2 separate regions of the Macaca mulatta genome follow, and region 1 is linked to region 2. The links are chromatin contacts, called in public Hi-C maps. All regions are on one chromosome and are shown on one strand. The core of a region is the stretch at or near the end of the contact, and the rest is flanking DNA. Distances in the headings are between cores, read along the strand shown.

The links. A called contact is a pair of places that touch in the nucleus more often than the background predicts.
Region 1: a contact with region 2 is called in a Hi-C map of cortical neurons, with 4 times the contacts expected there. The contact joins the promoter of RAB23 here to the promoter of PRIM2 in region 2.

What each region holds. Positions count from the first base shown.
Region 1 is chr4:125,066,295-125,072,273 of T2T-MMU8v2.0, forward strand. It overlaps RAB23 (RAB23, member RAS oncogene family), which reads left to right and starts at 4,578. Exons shown (of 7, transcript NM_001261741.1): 1 at 4,578-4,603.
Region 2 is chr4:124,989,566-124,995,897 of T2T-MMU8v2.0, forward strand. It overlaps PRIM2 (DNA primase subunit 2), which reads right to left and starts at 2,800. Exons shown (of 14, transcript NM_001266600.1): 1 at 2,754-2,800; 2 at 1,843-2,005. The coding sequence starts at 1,996.

The DNA of each region.
Region 1 (5,979 bases), core at 3,328-5,827, 79 kb after region 2:
GCTTAAAAATCACTATATCAGAAAGGCCTTCCCTTGGTTCTCCAGCATAAATTAGGGCTCCCTCTTACACGCTTCCATCATACCAGTTATTTACTTTCACATAATGTCTAAGGGTATGTAATCATTTATTTATGTATATGTGTGCATATGTGTATATTTGTATACTTTCTTTTTTGGTCTCCCTTAAGACGTTATAAGCTCCCAGAGGACACAAACCATCTGCCTTTTGTCTATTACTGAATACACAATGTTCAGCACAGTAGTCCGCACAATACATATTTTTTTGAATGGATAAATGACCTTGTAAGGTGGGTAACTCCTTAGTATAGATGAGGATACTAAGATCCAAGCTTAAGCAACAGAGGAACTGGATCAGTATTCTAATGTCTGGCTAGAAAGTACTAGAAAAAAAATTTTTTTCCAGGATGGTCTGTATGATTCTGAAGAACAGTAGATTATTACTGTCTAGACCAATACTGTGATTTCTACTAGGTTTTTCCAGATGGCCACATATGCATTCACATTTATATGCAGACTTACATTCTAAGTGGTAAAAATTTTCAAAGCTTTCTTTCTTGGAAGAAAATATTTTTTGATTTTTCTGTTTTTCTTTCAACTCAGCTACAATTCATGATCCTTGGACACTATTCAGCTCATCAGAGTCAGACACAATGAAAGAACGAGCAAGGGACTAAATGGACATTTTTTGCTGGGTCAGTGGAGGTACTAGATTCAAACAATCATTTAATGACTTAATAACTAACGTTTCAGAATGTTTTCATTAAAATAATTTTGTGAAACTCATTTCTAGTCACTGCAGGTAAAATTTCTTTCAAACCCTTTTAGGTTAATTCTGTTGCTATTTCTACTATAGCACAACTACATGATTTAAAAGGCCAGGTTTCCCTGCAGGCTTTCATTATTTCACTGCCTTCAGTGAGAGCATGAGAATCTCTGCTGTGTCCTTGGGAGCAGCCTCAAGTCAAATAAAAAGTAGACTTTAATTGCACTGAGCATGTCTGCAGGGAGGATAAATACTTGTTCTCTACTCTTGTAAGTTCAGTAGCAGAAGCCTGCAAATTAAATTGACAAATAACAGATAAACAGGAGAAAAGGTTTATTTCATATGCACATGGGGGGCCTCACAGAAAAGAAGTGAAAATCCCAAAAACAGTTAGGCCTAAGAACTTATATACCATTTTTTAAAACGGTGATAAATTGTGGAGAAGTGATAAGACAAAGGAAAAAGGGGTGGGACTTGTGAAGGTGGTAAATTGTGGCCGATTAAACTATATGAGGGGAACTATTGGAAGACAAAGGTTATTTTGCAAGGTTTGCCATATGACTCAAGTTGGTGCTTTGGTGATAGGAATCTCCTCCTCCTAGTATGGGATGGGGAGGAGGAACAGCTTCACAAAGGGAAATTTATAGCCTGCTTTTAGGCAGAAATGGGAAAAGCAGAGTGTTTCTTCTGTTCTGCTGTTTCTTAATTGCCTTCAGCTCAAAATAATCCTTATGACAAAGTGGCATATTTTGGGGTGGCATATTCTGGATCTCCTTCAATGTCCAACAGTCCCAAGGAAATGGAAAAGTGGGGAGGAAAGAAATGATTTTGGGAGAACCCTTTTTCAGGAAGTTTTTCTCAAATTTGGATCTCAGACGTACTCTTTGAGACCCTCTAGGATTTTCTTTTTTTTTTTTCTCCCATTAAAAAGAAATTTGGCAAGATATACATAAAACATAAAATTTATCATTTTTAGCCATTTTTAAGTATAAAGTTCAAGAGCATCAGGTATATTCACATCATTGTGCAACCATCACCACCATCTATCTCCAGACTTTTTTCATCTTGCAAAGCTAAAACTGTAGACATAAAACACTCACTCCCCATTCACCACCTGCCCTTCCTTCCCCACAACCACTTCCCACCCCCCAACTGTATCTATGAATTTGACTACTCTATGTACCTTAGATAAGTTGAATCATACAGCATTTGTCCTTTTGTGACTACGCATAATGTCTTCAAGCTTCATCCATGCTGTAACATGTGTCAGAATTTCCCTCTCTCTTATTTTTGAGACAGGATTTGTCCAGGCTGGTCTTGAACTCCTGGATTCAAGTGATCCTCCCATCTCAGCCTCCTAAGTAGCTGGGATTACAGGGATACATCGCCACGCCTGGGTCCCTCCTTTTTTAAGGCTGAATAATATTTTACTCCATGTATATACCACTTTGTTCATCCATTCATCCATTGACGGACACTTGGGTTGCTTCCACCCTTTGGCTATTGTGAATAATGCTGCTATAAACATGGTTGAACAAATGTCTTTTTTGAGTCCCTGTTTTCAATTTTTTTGGATATATACTCAGAAGTGGAATTATTTAATCATATGATAATTCTATTTTTAATATTCTGATGAACCATACAATTTTCCATAGTGGCTGTACCATTTTACATTCCCACCAGCAGCACACAAAGGTTGTAATTTTTCCACATCCTTGCCAACACTCTTATTTATTTTCTGTTCTGCTTTGTTTATAATCATCATTCTAATGAGTGTGAAGTTGTATCTCATGGTTTTGAGTTGCATTTCCCTCATGATTAGTGACCTTGAGTCTCTTTTCATGGGCTCATTGGCTATTTGTATATCTTCTTTGGAGAAATGTCTATTCAAGTCATTTGCCAACTTTTTAATCATTTTTTTTTTCTCAGAAAGGGCATCAGTATGTTACTCAAATTTAAGAGACTGCCAACCAAATCCTAGAGATAAATCTGTTAGCTACTTGATATTAAATTTCTTACAAATACTATTGCTATTATAATTAAAACAATCTCCACTTAATTTTTAAAATTATTAAGTGTGAAGTATAATTCACATACAGAAAAATGTGCATAAGAGTACAGCATGAATTTTCACAAATGGACATGCTTTTATAACTAGCGCCAAAATCAACAGAGAGAACCTTACTAGAAGGAAGCCCCTCTTTCAGTTGCTAACTGGAAGCCCCTCTTCTAGTTGCTAACTCCTTCCAGTCACTATCCCCTGCCCACCAAGGTAACCATTATGCTAACTTTGAGCAGCTTAGTTCTTCTGTTTTTGTACTTTATAGAAATGGACTTATGCCATGTGTACTTTTGTTGTCTTTTTATGCTGGGCATTAGGTTTCCGCAGTTGATCCACGTTGTTACCCGTAATTATTGCAGATGGTTCTTTGCGTTGCTGTATAGTGTTTTATTATGCGAACCCTGTGTAATTTCATTCATTTATTCTATTGTTGATGGTCTTTTGGGTTATTCTCATTAAGGAATTATTACAATAAATGCAGCTACGAACATTCTGATACCTGACTGTCGATGCACCCTAAGTATTCCTTTCTCTTTGCTCTATATGGAGGCGTGGAACTGCGGGGCCATAGGGTGTGCACCTTTTGCAGACAGTCCCAAACTGTTGTTCAAAGGAGTTGTTCCAGTTTACATTCCAGCAGCAGAGTAGAAGAATGCAGTGACTTTACATCCTGGCCAACACTTGGTATTTTCCATGTTTTTTTTCTATTCTATTTTATTTTGAAATATAAAAACAACTGAAGCAAACAAAGTTGAGATTGCTTTTGCGGGACCTTTTCGTTTTTGGTTTGCTTCTCTGAATAATTAACCATCTCAGGCTTCTATTTTGTCCAGCCAAATCCTGCAGGCTGTGTGTGTGCGTTTTCGACTTTGTTCGACATTTTTTGCTCACTCGGCCACTTAAGATGTCATCTGGTCAAGAAAATAAGGTATGTGTCCGATGCGGGGCAAGCCCTTTGAGGACTCTGGAAGTGTGATAACTCTGTGAAACTTATGCAGACCGTCATTGGCCTATCTCTCTTTTCTAGTGTTCACGATCTAGGAGATCGGGCTCGCCTCTGGTCTCTCCACTGCCCTCCCGGGATCCCTTGGAGGCGCCTGGAAAGCTGAGCTGCCGCCCGCCACCCGCCAGAACATGGGCGGGGCAGGGCCGCTGGTCTGCACAGAGCACGCGCAAACGAAGCACGGCGCATGCTCCGCAGCGCGGCGGGTCCTCAGATGAGGGGAGTCGAGACTCCCGCGCCCCACCATCCTCATCGGAGCTGCTGCTGAGCCACTCAATCTGAGCCCTGGCTACCAATAAAGTTCGTTTAAAAATCATAATCATTCTTAAGAGAGCGAAAGAGGGTGCGAACTAGCCGCGCGGCCCCGCAGGGAGAACCGGCGCGTCGGGAGGAGGCAGTGGCGGCAGCGGTTGCGCCGCGACCAGGAGGAGCCGGTGGCGCCGGGCGGCGGGTCCGCGGCGGGCGGGGGACGGTGAGTAGCGGCTCGCGCTGCGGTGCAGCCACGCTGCACTCATTCGCCCTCTCCAGCGGCTAGGGGTTCGTCCGGCTCCACTGGGGAAGAGTCAGCTTCTCCCCGGGGTCCCGGGTTGTGCCTTACTCTCGGGAGTGGGCAGGGGCCTCCAGGCCCGGCTCCCCCATCCCCGGGTTCGAACAGCCGAGCGCCGGCTCTCCAGCCCTTGAGCATCGATCCCAAGTTCCAGCTAGAGAAGGTGGGCGGCAGCGCCAGCCCGGCGCCCCCTCCCAGCTCCCAGCGGTCGGTACCTGGAATTGCCAGGTGGGCGGGAAAGAGGGATGGAGCAGGGGCGGCGCTGCGGCCCCAGTCTGGCCGAGAGTTCGGCTTTTTGCCTGCCCCAAGTCCTGAATGGGGAAGGGGCGACCCAGGCTGGGCCGGACACCGGTGAGGGCGTGAAGTGCTCAGGTTAGGTTTGACGGCGAAGAGGGTCCTCAGCTCCATCAAGGCATGTAGACTCCTCTTCTCCCTGCAGTGCGACCCCTCTTTACCCGCGACCCCACCCTTCCCTAGTTTCTTGCTCATAGAATGCTGGAATATAAATGAGCCAAATTGTGCTGTTCCATTGACACTGGTTGCTACAGACTTAACTTTACTCGGAGATCCGAGGAGCCATCGGCAGTTCCCTGGAGTAAGAACGTGAGAGCGTGTGAGAGTAAGAACTTCCTTATCAAGAGCTAGTGAAGTGGCAGTGGGGTCTGAAAAGGGCTGTTAACTTCTCTAGGTTTTTATATATCTCCTAACATCCAGGTAATTTCATTGACCCTAAGAAGTTTTTCAGTATTTTTACAAATATAACTGTACTTCTACTTAAATAAAGGCCGTTGTGAGAAAACAACCTTTTGATTGGTGAGTTAACTCACCCTTTGTTTTTCTAATTTATTAGACTGCATTAGCAAAATGTTAAGTTTTGGGGAAAGGGTGTTTATATAAAGTATTATTGTCAAGGTCTTTAATTATACTCAGAATTATGCTTATTTCTAGGAACGTAATTGTTTTGACCTAGTGCTTTAAGTCTATGGAGTAGTTTCTGAAAAGCAAGAGTCTGACTGCCTGTTAACATTTAATTTGGCTTTTTTCTTTAAATTTATTTATTTATTTTTTTTGAGACGGAGTCTCGCTCTGTAGCCCAGGCTGGAGTGCAGTGGCCGGATCTCAGCTCACTGCAAGCTCCGCCTCCCGGGTTCACGCCATTCTCCGGCCTCAGCCTCCCGAGTAGCTGGGACTACAGGCGCCCACCACCTCGCCCGGCTATTTTTTTTTTTTGTATTTCTTAGTAGAGATGGGGTTTCACCGTGTTAGCCAGGATGGTCTCGCTCTCCTGACCTCGTGATCCACCCGTCTCGGCCTCCCAAAGTGCTGGGATTACAGGCTTGAGCCACCGCGCCCGGCCTCTTTAAATTTATTTTAAGGAAATTAATGTATTATTTTTAAAAGTATATGGTAAAATTGATCTTTTTTTCGGTGTGCAGTTCTGCGAATTTTAGACTCATGTAACCACCACTACAATAAGGATGTAGAACAAATCTATCACTCCCCGCCCTCACAGAAAAAAAAAAACCTAATGTGATCCCTTTGTATCATACTACTTACCCCTGGCAATTATTAATATTTTCTAG
Region 2 (6,332 bases), core at 1,550-4,049:
GATAATGTTTTAAAACTAAATCCAAAACAAAATCTATGGAGGGCAATTCCATAATTACTTGTTTATAGAATATGACAAGTAATTGCCAGTTTATTTCCTGTAACTACATTATATAAACTATATATGCTTATAAGATGATAATGTCCATCTATGTGCAGAAAATATCCATGTCTCATAGCATAATCTAATACCAGGGATTCTCAATCAGGGAAGAGGGATGGACGGTGAATAATCATTCCCGTACTGAGCTGCTGCTGCTGAGGAACAGAAAAGTATGTCAGTATGGGAAAAAAACTAGGCACTCCTTGTTTGCATCCTTCATTTGTGAGCTGCCTGTTACGCAGCAGGCGTCATTCACTTGGCATAGATTCAACAGGAAAAAAGCATCCCTTCCTTTCCTGATGAAGCCGAGGACAGGGCACAACAGTGAAGAAGAAGGGCCATCCAATCAGCCAAATGAACCATCCTGAACAGATGCTACATACTGTTCAAAGGTTCCTAAAGCACCTTATCAATCTTTCCTCAGATGAATTATTCTCTGGAGGCATTTTTGAAGTCAAGAATGAAGAACTTCTAATTGTCTCAGGAACATAAACCCCATGTCCCACAGGTATGCATATCCAAATTAATTATCCTCCCCTCATTCCTACTTTTCTTCCTGCCATGCCCATCTCCATCAGCAGAGTTTCTATGCATGAGATCATCCAAGCAGGAACTTCAGCCACTCCACATCTGCTCCCTCACTCCTCATATCCAGTCACCAAATCCTATCCATGTTACCTCCCTCAGTATCCCTTAACTCTCTCCCTTCCTATCATTGCCATTGTCACTATCATAGTTCAGGCTCGTATCATTTCACCTCAAGTGCCAAACCCAAGGGACACTTTTCAATCACCGTCTTAATCCCTATGAAGTATCTGACACTGCTAAGCTTTCTAAAACCCTTTTCTCCCTTGTCTTCATTCTTTCATTCAACACACAGGCACTGAGTGCCTCCTCTCTGTATTAGCAGTGCTTACCCTGCTCCTCTAAGAATGATTACCAGTGTCTCACCTTTCATTCTGATTTCCCCACAAGGATATCCTGGAACATAAACTCTGAAAACAACACTAGTGTTTCTGTTTCAATTCATGTCTAGCCCATTCTTTTCTCTAGCAACACACTGAGGATTAAGTAGGCCCCCAGGACAATGGCCACATCCTTCTTACACCCCGATATCATATCATTAGCATGGCACAAAATGCCCTCCATACTTCTCCATCCACCCTGAATTCCTGAACTTGTTACTGTTACCTCAAATATGAAATTCTCTTTCATGCTCCAAGCCTTTGTATAGGCCATTATGTCAGCTTGGAAAAACTCTTCACTTCTTCTCTGCTGGAAAATTTCTACCCATTCTTCAAGGTCCAGATCACATTTCAACTTCTCTAAGAAGCTTATTTAATCAGACTAAGTCAGTCACTCCCACTTCTTTGTTTCAACAGCACCACCATTTACTTCTAGAGCAGTTAAAATACTGAATTATGACTATTATTTTGGATGTCTGTCTCCATGTACTAGAATACAACTTCAACAAAAAATAACATTATTCATATCAAAATCCCTGCCACCTAGAACATAATGGCACTCAATAATATGCACTGTACAATAAATAAATGAATGAGTACCAAACCCTCAACAAATATTTCTTGAATGGATTGCTGAATGAAGGAAATGAATTATCTCAATAAATATTTGTTGAATGGATTGCTGAATGAAGGAAATAAATTACCTTCATTCATTCTCACAAAGGGTAAGTAAGTTTCTCAAGAATATATACATTCTAATTTAAATAGTACTTACATTTAACTCTATCAATAGCCAAGTTTTCAAATTCTATTAAAGATATGTTTTCAGACGGTGGCTGCAAGTAAAACTGAAGGCAATGAGGGTAGGAAGCATTCCTCTGGTCACCTGCCAATCTCGGCATCCTCCACTTTTTTTTGGAAAACTCCATCTTGGTCACCTTAGAAGGAAGCATATAAAAAGCATAAAATTATGGAAAATAAAGTTGGAAAAAGAAAACACGAAAAAATAATTACACAAACAGAAAAAAAAAAATGGACTTGAAGGCATGCACAAAATGTTAGCAGTGGCAATTCCTGGGTGATGTCCTTCTCTCTTTTCCAGATTTTCTACAATACACCTATAATAATTTTGTAATGGGGGTGGGAGAGGCGCTAGAGCAGACGCAGGTGGTGATCCTAATTTTCAGCAACATGAAAGTCAGGTGATGTTGCCTGCTCATTACAGGCCTGTGTGTCACTGCTCCTGGATCTTTACGATCCCAAGAGTTAATATAAGGTTTTACGTGGTCTGCAATCCTGAACTTAGAGGAGAGTGCTGTAGGTTCTGGCTAAATGAGGGTCTCACTTGATGGACTGGGTCCAGTTACTCACTTTCTCTGTTATGACTCTGGGAAACAGAACAACTGTCTTTCGGAACTCCTTTTCGGGAACATCCACAAGTGCCTTATAAAAGTTCCATCCCCAACACCTCTGCCCACTCCACTAGCAAACCTATCTGCCCCCAACTCCTCCCTGGTACCTGAGTGTCTGCCCCAACCAATCAACCAATACCCACTACTCTCAACCCGCCAAGTTTGTCCTTCTGCTCCTGCTGCCTGCAAAGTGATCCGTCTCTCCTTTCTGTCGACTTGCAAGCCTCAACAACAGAATTGCTCTCTGTCCTAAATTCGCGGGAGTTTCCCTTACCTGCAAGAATTCAAACTCGGGGAAACACAAACGCTGACAGCTACCGCTCCCGGGTGGCGGGAGAGTTCATATGAAACCGGAAGCGGAAGCGATTAGCACGGAAGGCCCGCCCTCCCCCACCTCCCCTCGGCCGCTTGGAGGGGGTTGTGCCTGGGGCTCTGGGCATGCTCAGTGAAGCGCGTCTGGGAGCTCAAGGCGTTTCACGGACTTTGGCAGCTTTAAAATGTTTGGATGTCAATGTTTTGGGGATTTCTTTTTTCCAAATTTTAAGATGCATTTCCCGTACGTGGAGTAGGTAGCTTTTAACGGTTGAAACTGGGGTGCTGAATGCTAGTGGAGAAAACTCCCATACGCCGAAAATTGAACCAATGTAAGTTCGTTTGGGGACACTAACAAATATTCCGTATATTGAGGAGAATATGGCGCTTTAACCCGCAGAGCTGGCACTCATCACTTTCAATCTGGGGAGGAATGAGGAAAAAAAGCATTAGGATCCTTTTTGCACCTAGCTCACTATTAAGGGCTCTTTTTTCCCCTCGTTTAATCTTTCAGCGACGTTTAAGGTCCTATACGGTCGTATTACCCCCATTTGGCAGATGAGGAAACAAGTTACAAGATCATCATTAGCTACATACAATACATAGTTTGAATTTCGGATTGGGCGGCAAGATCCTACTGGCAGGTTCCACGTTCAGTTCCCTCCCCGCTCCCCGGCAATGCCTCGCACAGAGTAAGCGCGCGGCTGAATTATCTGTGGAATGAACTAGAATGAATGAAAGAATGAACATTCGCAGAAATCGCTCTGCAGTCTACAGGAATTAGAAGAACCCAGCCTCGGAGGGAAGATAGGGTGGAAGAAGTGGAAGCACTGTAGATAACGCGGACGTGCCGCTTGCTTTCCAGATGTCTTACTGCAGACTCACAAGCGGTGCCACCGTCAGAGCCACCACACCAGTTCTGTCTGTAAGATTTTCGAGAACTAGAAATTAACTTCACTCGTGGCCTCTAGGAGGCGTGCCTTGCTTACAAATGTGCTGGAATGAGGCTCCGGTATAGGTAGTCGTTAGGCGATCAACTGAATGTTTTGAAATGTTCATGTTCTTAGAAATGCAAAGTACATTGAAACAGTCTCAAGCTTCAGAGCATCTACCCAGCCTGGACTAAACTGTGGCTGGCACTGACTTTATACCAGGACCTGTTCTAAGTGGTTTACATATCAACTCATTTTATTCTCACAACCATTTAAGATAGGCTATTCCCCCCCGCCCCCCCGCCCCGACACACCACCACTACCCGAGACAGAGTCTTGTTCTGTGGCCCACCCTGGAGTGCAGTGGAGCGATCTCGGCTCACTACAACCTCTGCCTCCCGGGTTCAAGCAATTCTCCTGCCTCAGCCTCCCGAGTAGCTGGGATCTGTAATCCCAGCTAATTTTTGTATTTTTAGTAAAGACGGGGTTTCACCATGTTGGCAAGCTGGTCTCGAACTCCTGACCTCGTGATTCGCCCGCCTCGGTCTCCCAAAAGTTATTATATTAAACCTATTTTCTAGATACGGAAACTGAAGAACAGAGAAGTTAAATGAAGTCAAAAGGACACATAATGTCAGAGCCATGTTCAAACCCAGAGAAACTCTCCAGGCCCCACTGTGCTAACGATCTCACTATACTAATTCCAGTAGTATGACAGCAGAGCTTCACCTCATTTCTTCCTCTCTGTATCAAATACATAATACAAATACTTCACCTGGTCTGAAGAAGACACCTGAAAGCATATAAATTGCCTGAAAAACCAGCAGCACAGATCATAAGAATATTTACATGAATATCTTATCTCTGGGTTTCAAACAAAGTTAAATATTATAAATTACAAAGAAAAAAGATATAAAGACTTGACGATAAAAATACAAAATTACGCATGTAAAAAATTCACAAAAGTATTTTGCACTCATCAAACTACCGAAAAGGTCTACCAAAAGTATAACATCAAAAAGGTTAATGCCATCAGGATACAAAGCAGTTAATTCATTAGGAAAAAAATCCTAAGACACAAAGAGAAAAATGGGAAAAGAAGAACAAGTAACTCATAGAAAAAATAACTAATGTTAAATATGAAAAATGTTTTTATCACTAGCGCAAATAAATTTTCTCCTGCAAAATTGTCAAGGATTTTATAATGAAACTACTCAGTGTTGCCACCTGTTTTGCTCCTCATTTAAACCCCTGAGGCTCTTTATGATTCCCATATGGTGTAGTTCTTTAAATAATTATAGCCCTCTACTACAGAAGTTCTTTATCTTTTGGCAGATTAAGAACTTCTGTAGTAGAGGGATGTAATTATGTCCATGAACCACTGGACAATGTGATGAAAGTTCTCCTCAGAAAAATGCACCTACACATGCATCTATACTATTTCAAGAGATTCAAGATCACCATATGTGACTGGTCAAGAATTCCAGCACCACTAGGTTTTAAGCTTTCTTTGGATGAGCCCTTTTGTTCATCTTTGTGATCCCCAAAGTACTTGCTACAATATCTGCCTAATTAAAAGATGAAGTTGCCAGTGTCATTTTATGACCAACTCAGAGAAAACTGAAAATATATGTTCATGCTTAACATACCAATATCTTCCTATGTCACATAATAGCTACCTTTTCATCATATTAAAAACCGATTTTAAGCCCCTGGGAACAAAATAGCCTGTGTTTGTCAGCTATTCCAGCATTTTTGTTGTTTCTAAATGCCACAGTTTTGGTTGCTACCTCACTGTGAAGTGTGTTTTTCTGAATCCAGAGGCAATTGCAATATAAATCTGCATATCACAGTAGCAATAATGCACAATAATGTTATACATTTCAGCAGCCATGTTCAGTAAATCACTGTGAGCTCTTTCATGTATTCACTTCATCTAAAAAAATGGATTGACACAATGCTCAACCCTGGCAACTGAGAGTCTCGTAAATTACAGACATTGACCTCACAATCATGGGGAGGAAAACATACATAAACACATAAGTTTTACTTCCACTGAATCATAGCATCTCAAAAACAGGGACGACTGTTTCATTCATTTCTGTGACCCCAGTGCCTGGCACTCCATGGGCCCTCAACAAATACTTATGACACTGAATTGTTTTTGTTTTTTTTCTTTTGTTTTGTTTTGTTTTTTTGAGACGAAGTCTTGCTCTGTCGCCCAGGCTGGAGTGCAGTAGTGCGATCTCGGCTTACTGCAACCTCCGTCTCCTGGGTTCAAGCAATTCTCCTACCTCAGCCTCCCGAGTAGCTGGGATTACAGGCGCCTGCCACCATGCCCAGCTATTTTTTGCATTTTTAGTAGAGATGAGGTTTCACCACGTTGGCCAGGCTGGTCTCAAACTCCTGACCTCAGGTGATCCGCCTGCCTCGGCCTCCCAAAGTGCTGGGATCATAGGCGTGAGCCACCGTGCCCGACCAACACTGAATTATTGAATACTGTGAGAGACGTATGAAAAAAAATGCTGGGTTCAGCTTCCCATTAAACAGATGGTTTGAATCAAATGTGACTCCAACTTATAAAACTTCAAGTCCTCATCTGAAAACTT